Regions from separate parts of the Drosophila melanogaster genome. Here region 1 is linked to region 2. A link is a contact called in public Hi-C data. All regions are on one chromosome and are shown on one strand. The core of a region is the stretch at or near the end of the contact, and the rest is flanking DNA. Distances in the headings are between cores, read along the strand shown.

Region 1 (4,025 bases), core at 1,414-3,913, 100 kb before region 2:
TAAATATTTTTTCCCTTTTGTTGGTTCACTAAACTATGTGGTTATCACTTTTTGTTTTGGCGGTTTACCCTTATTACAAGTAAATTATTGATAAGATCCTTGTCTTCATTGTTATTTTCTTTTGCTTCGTTGCTGCTTTGCTTGTTTTATGTCTCTTTTCCGATCGGGCCAGTCTAGTCGTGGTCAAGATTGGATAATGTATTCTTCCGAAATAAAAAGTCTTCTCTGCTTGGGAGTTCAAAATCAAGAAAAGTGTATTTATGTCTTCAATATGTCTCTTCCCTCCCCTTAAAAGGGTGCATTAAAGGCCATTAAAGGCTATAATGTAGGCAACTGGTTTTGTGTCTGTTTTATTTCTTATTTGATAGGACAATTTAAACTAACAATAATTACAATTATTATTGTTACATAAAATATTTTATTATTTTCCGAAATTAATTTTAAAACGTCATCATGTTCTACCATTTTTATCTTGGTTACGTTAACCGGTAAAAACAATAGAGTTAAATCACATTCATTTTTTAATGCCTTCATTATTAATTTCTTTTTTGTCTTGGTTATACATTTTATTCTCATCTTCCAAATACAATATGTTTGGATATATGTATATGTTTTTTTGATATTTGATTTGTTTTTTTGGGCAGGATAGGAAGTAAATTTATTGGTGTTGATGGTATTTTGGTTAATAGGGATATGTGAAATGAGTAATAATTCGTTAATTTTGTGGTCAATCCAAGTTTATGTTTTGCTGAAATGTATATTCTGGTTGTTAATGCTTTATAACTTATTGTAATTGAGTAATTTTGGATTCAAAAGTCACAGACGTGAAAGTTGCATGCCCATTTCTAAGTCTTCTATGTATACAATAAATTGCATAAGTTCATAAACGATTGTGTCAATACAAGTGTGCCAAAAATAAATTTAAAATATGAACCTATTTTGTCCATATTTGTCTGCCCATTTTGCTGATGAATAGTTAAACCATTTTATTCTTTCAGTAGTTTATTGTATAAGTATTTCATTCTGGGCGCGTCTGTGATTTTGTTACCAAAAGAATTAGTGATGACATTGATTTCCGTTAAATTAATTCTTAGACCGTGATGTTCATATACTACAGGTATTTGAATTGGATTGCTCGAGAAGAGTAAGTAGCCAAGGGTCTGGATCTATGTTTATTATTTGAAATTGTAGTCTGTGGCCCGTGGTGAAGAATAGAAACAACATTATTATACACAAGGCTCCTGCGGAAGTTAAACGGTATTAGATATTAGTTATTTGTTTCTTAAATTGTGTTTTGTAGTATTTGGTTTCCCTATTTTGATTAGTGATTTGGTAATGGTCTTAATCTATTTTTTCTATATTTTTATTTGGTTTTCCGAATTTTTCTCTTTGAATTTGGCCTTTTCTGTATTTAGTGTCAATATAAAATTCCTATCGTCCTGTCCTGCTTATATAGTCTTTTGACGTCTGCTACACCGTATTTGCCGTATTGAGTTGCAATTCGATTCCTTCCCTCAGATGATTTTTTATTGGTTTTAATGAAAGTAAGAGAGTATGCAATAGTCGTTGATCAGCTAGAGTGAAACCGAACGCGAAATTTTATTCTCTTAATTTTCTGGGATATCGACAGATATTTCGGAATCAATTGAGAACCTAATAAAAATGTTTTAAAAATGTAGGCGTGTCCATTCTGGGCGTTTTGTTGCTGTAGGGAGGGACGTGCCCTAAGAGGTTTTTGTATAACTATAGAATTTGGCAAGACAAACCATAAAACGAAGAAAACATTTTTTTTAAAGTATGGTCGTGGTAGTTTTGGGCGTTAGAGTGGCTGTAGCAATCTACAATCTGTATGCCTAATCTCAACATTCCTGAAATCGACGTGTTCATATGGACAAAGTCAGATCGTCTCGGCTATTGATCCTGATCCAGAATATATATATTTACTTTATATTGTCGGCAACGCTTCTTTATGCCTATACATACTTTTCAACGAATCTAGTACAGCCATTTACTCTACAATTTATGATTAATTACAGAGAAACAATGAGTTAATAGAAAGCATTTAATGGAATATTATTACGAAAGCTGAATTATAAAGTTTTATCAAATTAATCCAGAATTATATGTCTTCAAAAATTTGAGTGTATTGAGAAAAACATCTTAAGATTAAAACAAGGGCGTGGCGCTTTGGTGGTGTTTGAGTGGGCGGGAAAAAATGTTTTTGGTATACCGATAGAAATCGTACAGACATACATAAATATACATACATATGTATATTCATATTATATGCATAAAACTTAAAAAATAAAATATGCATTAATTCGATACATTATGTTCTAATTTGGTAAAAAATATTTAAAGCGATCATCCTATAAGGCGTCTACTTTCTTAGTTCTTTTTTCGTTAATATAATAGACTTGACGATTAAAGTCGTTGGCAAGTGTCCCGCCACATATTCGCCTCTCGCCTTCTGTAGTTGTTGGGCGGAAACACACAATTAGGATAGGACACTGGTGGCTGAGTGAGTAAAGAAAGAAACATAGAACTCTCTGATTCAATAATGCTGCTCTCTCCTGGTGGCATTCCCTTTTTTTTTTTTATTGAAAAATGTATAAGTATAAATAGAAGCGTCCTCAGCTCAAACACCTACAGTTTTATAGTGATCACACTTGTGAAAGGTTGTGTGCAAATTATCGGATGTTACCGCCGCCTTCAGCAACTCAGTAAGTGATAGCATAGCATGGCATTGCTAGATTTTTTATAAAAGTGTGACATTAGTTCGTAACCGCGCCCTAAGGGAAAATGTACTTTCGTTGAAATGCCAATAGAAATGTCTAAAAACGTTTAAAACGTAGAAAAGAGAAAAGCATGTAATGTTAATGTAAGTTAGTAAAATACTTGATTAATTGATCAACAACAAAAATAACACGCATTCTCAGTTGTTCCATCGTGAAAGCAAAACGAGGATATGAAGACCGATCAAAGTTCTTGGCGTTCAATGAACTCCCACAAAACGGCCAAAACCCGAATTGGTTCCCTGCCTCAAGTAGATAAACTGAAAACTTGTTAAACCTCTTTTTGATTTTTGGTTTTTTTAACTCTTCCATACGCTTCTTACTGTTTCTTGCTATACGTTAATTCGCTGTCGTACTTTGTCTGGATTCACGAAGAAATATATAAAATTAATTTTACACCAAATAAGCAAACCGGTTCATAAAAGCCTAATAAATATGCGAAAAGAACAAAAATGTACGAAGAAAATATTTTTATTGAATTAAGCAAATGGATGGTAATATATAAAATTCATACAATTAACTAAGATAAAATTTTCTGAACGATTTATTTATTTATAGTTAAGAACTAATGAAAAACGGATGGACAGCCATGGCAATTTAGGATTTATATAACGTGAGTAAACAATATTATTTTTTTCTATGAACAACAGATAATTTTTGTGGTACTAATTATATATATACATCATATATATAAAAACACAACAATAAAGAAAGTTATCTTTCTGTAGTAATTGTATATTAAAAAAAAATGGTTTATACCGATTTTTCTTACCGATTAAGAACAATTACATAGCATTTTCAAATATCTTCTTAATTATTTTAGGCATATTGACAGAAGTCGGAAAAACAAATAATTAATCAAACCAAATTCAAAAGTGCGTTTGAGTGTCCGCGGTAAAAAGTTTTTGGTATACCGATAGAATTTGGCCAGAACAAATAATAAACGAAAAAAAAATTTTTAATTTTTTAAAAATGTGGGCGTGACAGTTTTTGAGGCTTGTGATAAGACAATAATAATTGAAAAAATATAAAAATGTTTTCCAATAGTTTTGTCCTTGCTGTTTTGTGCGTTTTGTTAATTTATTTAAATATTTTCTTGTCCACCTGGCCTTTTTCTACTGAAATGACTGTAATCTTACCTAGTTTTTTTTATAAAGTAAAGCTTTATAAGTTTTTTGTTTGTTAAATATAGATTTTTATACCCATTACTCGTAGAGCATAAGGCTATAC
Region 2 (3,827 bases), core at 1,101-3,600:
TGTTGTGTGTTCAAATGTTGCCACAACCCCTTTTGATATTTTGTATCTTGCAAATTTAAAAAAAAAAATTTTGTCACGCCTACTCTAACGCCCATAAACCGAACCTGAACTGTTTCAATTATTCTTTGTTTTATTATTTCTCTTGCCATCGGTATACCAAAAACACTTTGGCCACGCCCCTCCTTACACCTGCAAAACGGTCAACAGAACACTTAGTAACGGCAAATACATTAGAATAACAAGATGCGTAACGGCCACTCATTGATTTTGTCCTATGCCGGCAATTTTTTGGGGACTTTAGAAAAAATAACTGAGAGCCTAATAAATCTAAATATAAATATAATATTTGCTTGCTTTTGTGAGTAAAAACAATAAACGAAAACGTGTATATGTGTGCCTACTTGGGCTAGAAGACGATTTTCAAACTGAAATCAATTTTGATATAAGAATCGAATTTACATATTTGAAGTTTTGGTCAATTTCGTTGCAAAATTTCAACAGGTTACTGTGAGCAATACCTTTTACAGCATTAACATTAAGTTAATCAATATTTCAACTTATAAATAAAATTAAGTTCCGATCCGGAATTGTTATTATTACTTTTGTAATTTAAAACAATAATTTTCAAAAAAAGGAAATACATATTTAAAAATATATTTTATAAAAATAATACAAACATACATAGTTAAAAGTTAATATTTATAAAATAAATACAAATATGCTACCTGTTTAATGCAAAGTTGAATTCTTGAGGCACGACGTGCGGTTATAAGCACCTAATAACCAATGTCTACTCTAATTTTTAACACGTCGCAAGCTGAATACTTGAATGATAAATATTCTAATATAGTCATACTTGAAATTTATTTTGTTATTTATTATTTCTAAGTGTTATTCAAATAATAATATCATTGCCTTAAGCAATGCAAAACATGAATATTTTATATGGTACCAATTAATCATATATAATATAGATTTAAAGTCTAAGAACTTGTAAAGTGAAGGGCACATTTTGTCAAATTTACAATGAATAAGCATACGTGTGCATACAAGCTGTCTCTGTATACGTAGAAAAGAGCTGATGGCAGTAGAGCTCTCCACTCTCACGCTCTTGAACAAAAACTAGTAATAATAAAACTCAATAATAATAGCGTTACGCATCTTGTTATTCTAATGTCTTTGGTTACGGTAAATCACTGTTGATTTTTTAATAAACTTTACATACTTGGATCCACAATGTAGACAGGCAGATTGCCAGTTGAAGCTTCGATTGAATTTCTCTTTCGAATTACGCAAACTCGAATAGTGTCTACCCAGCCAATTAATAATGTATGCTTGTTGGACCAACGAAGGTGGCATCGAAAATTTTCTAATCGCTCCTGAGGAGGAACCTCCCACTTTATTAATCCAAGTGAGCATCTTTCGTTTAAATCGTAGACTCGAACTCCTATGTGACTTGCCCAGGCAATAAAGTTGCCATGCCAGCAGATTGACAAAACACTGCCTTCGACTGAGCACAGTTCAACTGGTTTAAGCTTCTTTAGCAAGTTTCGCTCGTACAAGATAAGTTTGTCGTCGCCTGCAAAAGAATAATAAAAAGAATAATTGCTCTCGATAAATTAACAGAAAATATTCATATTACTCACCCACTACAAATCTTTTAATGTGAGCTTTGGAATCGGGCTCCAGTGATACGACCTTTATAAATTTGCCAAAGCTGAGACTGTGATTGTTATCAGAGCTAAACAATCCCGTTATGTTAACCTAGGCAAAGAGAATTAAGTTTTATATTGCTATCAAGCTCAGATACTCACTTTTCCGTCGTCGGAGCATGTGGCCACATACTCGCCCTTATGATCTACATCTATATTGTTTACTGCCACTTGGTGAGTGTGACGTTCGCTAGCGCTAAGATTTGAGTAGACTGAGTTTCCTTGATGGTCAAATATACAAACACGTCCTCGGAAAGTTCCAAATATAAGAAACTAAATATGTACGTTTTTTAAAATACTTATATAATATGTGGTTGGCTCACACCTTTAAGTGTACAGCGCTACAAGTGATGACATCAGCGTTGAGCATGTATTTTAAATCATTTGCGAGACGGTGATACTTAAATTTGGGCTCCACATCTTCCTCATTTATGCTATCGGCCCAAGAGTCCTGGAATGAACAAAAGTTTAATAACATGCGTTTAGCAAAGCATCCACAAATCATACACAACTGATGAGCGGCAACGCTTTAGCCATTTAAAGCAAACGGAAATTTCTGATTTTCAAACAACGAAAATACACAAGCTGATGTATTATTTTATTATTTACATTTACTAATAGCGCCATAGACAATAATAATTACTATAAAACGGTCTTATTATTCGATGTTATAGCTGTGTCCCACTAATATATATACAGTTTGTCAAGAAACTGTTTACAAGCTGAGAAATAAGTTGAATTTTTGACTTTAAAGGTAAAAAATTAAGGGTTCTGTGCTTAAATAAACGAAATTTTTTTATTCAATATAATAACAAACCTCCCAAAACTGCCACGCCCAAACCTATTGAAAATTTTATGACATTTTTTCATATATTTTTAGTATTGTAAATTTCTATCGATTTGTCGAAAATCTTGTGTCACTTCCACACTTTTGAACAATTTCTAATTTTGTTTTAAGTTTTCGTATTTTTTCCAACTTTCTACCGATATTAAAAAAAATATTGAAAAATTTAAATAAAGGTATGTTATATATTAATGTTTATAATAAAGTAAGTAATTTGGTCTACTTTCAGCTTTCATCAAAAGTTTTAGATAGGCAGCAATGCCGTTATCGACAATTTGCTTACACTTAAATACTTAAATAAATTCTTTATAGTGTATTTTGTGGGTACACATTTTTTATAAGCATACTTGTCAACAGATATCGAGCTGAAGGCTTGCAAAGACATCAATTGATTCAGAAATTCTAAGTCCTCTTCATGTTTAGCTAATAAGCACGGACGAAGATTTATTAACGGTTCCTCACTAATATGGTTCCAGAGGCTAGGAGCAAAACATCCTTACCAAGATCCTGTGCAAGAAGAGCAGCACACGTTCCAGGCAATGCAGGTGGTTCTTCGGCATAATGCGAGTAAGAGGCAAGCTTCAGTCTGTGATCTTTTATGTTTTGAAGGCGAGACTGAGTTTTCCTGATGAAGCAGGGTGTGGTGCTTAGATCCGCACACACGGCAATTGCTGGAGTTGCACTGCCTTACTTGATGCCCAGTCTTAAACAAAGAGCATGTCTATTTGCTTCTTCCAATCGACATGATGGGTTCAGGTTCTTAAAGCTTTGGCAGTAATAAATTGTTGAGAACGATAAAACTCTGGGTCCGCGAGCCTAAGGTTTTGGGGTATGTTCCAGTTGCTAATGTCAATATTCAAGGACGGCTGACTTTTAATTATATCGGATGCAATACCAGCAGTGATGTTGGTCGAGTATTATAGACGTTTAAGATCGTATTGGAATGTTTACTGACAAACCATCTGTCTGAAAAATCGCCTATTACGGTAAAACAAGCTGCCGATTTTGACTTCCTGAGTTGAAGCTTATTTGCGAATTGAGTTGTTTTAATGTGCAGTTGAGCAGAGCACGTCAAGGAGCTAAGAGGCTAAGGAGCTGCAGAGGATTCAGTGCAGAGGATGCGAGTGAGAAGTAAGCGTTTCTCAGGTGATCTTTTATGACGGGAAGGCGAGGCCAAGTTTTCTAGGTGAAGCAGGCTGTGGTGCATAGATGCGCGCGGCAAATGCCGGAGTTGCACTCCCTCAGTTGATGCCCAGACTTGAGGCAATTCA

The links. A called contact is a pair of places that touch in the nucleus more often than the background predicts.
Region 1: a Hi-C map of the Kc167 cell line shows a contact between it and region 2, with 4 times the contacts expected there. A contact is called at or near these places in 2 of 107 Hi-C or Micro-C datasets (the Kc167 cell line and the S2 cell line).

What each region holds. Positions count from the first base shown.
Region 1 is chr2L:23,024,553-23,028,577 of dm6, reverse strand. It overlaps Cht10 (Chitinase 10), which reads left to right and starts at 2,663. Exons shown (of 9, transcript NM_001042957.2): 1 at 2,663-2,723; 2 at 3,354-3,408.
Region 2 is chr2L:22,923,318-22,927,144 of dm6, reverse strand. lt (light) reads right to left here and starts at 2,350. Exons shown (of 12, transcript NM_001042950.3): 1 at 2,220-2,350; 2 at 2,038-2,163; 3 at 1,815-1,985; 4 at 1,647-1,764; 5 at 1,226-1,579. The coding sequence starts at 2,249.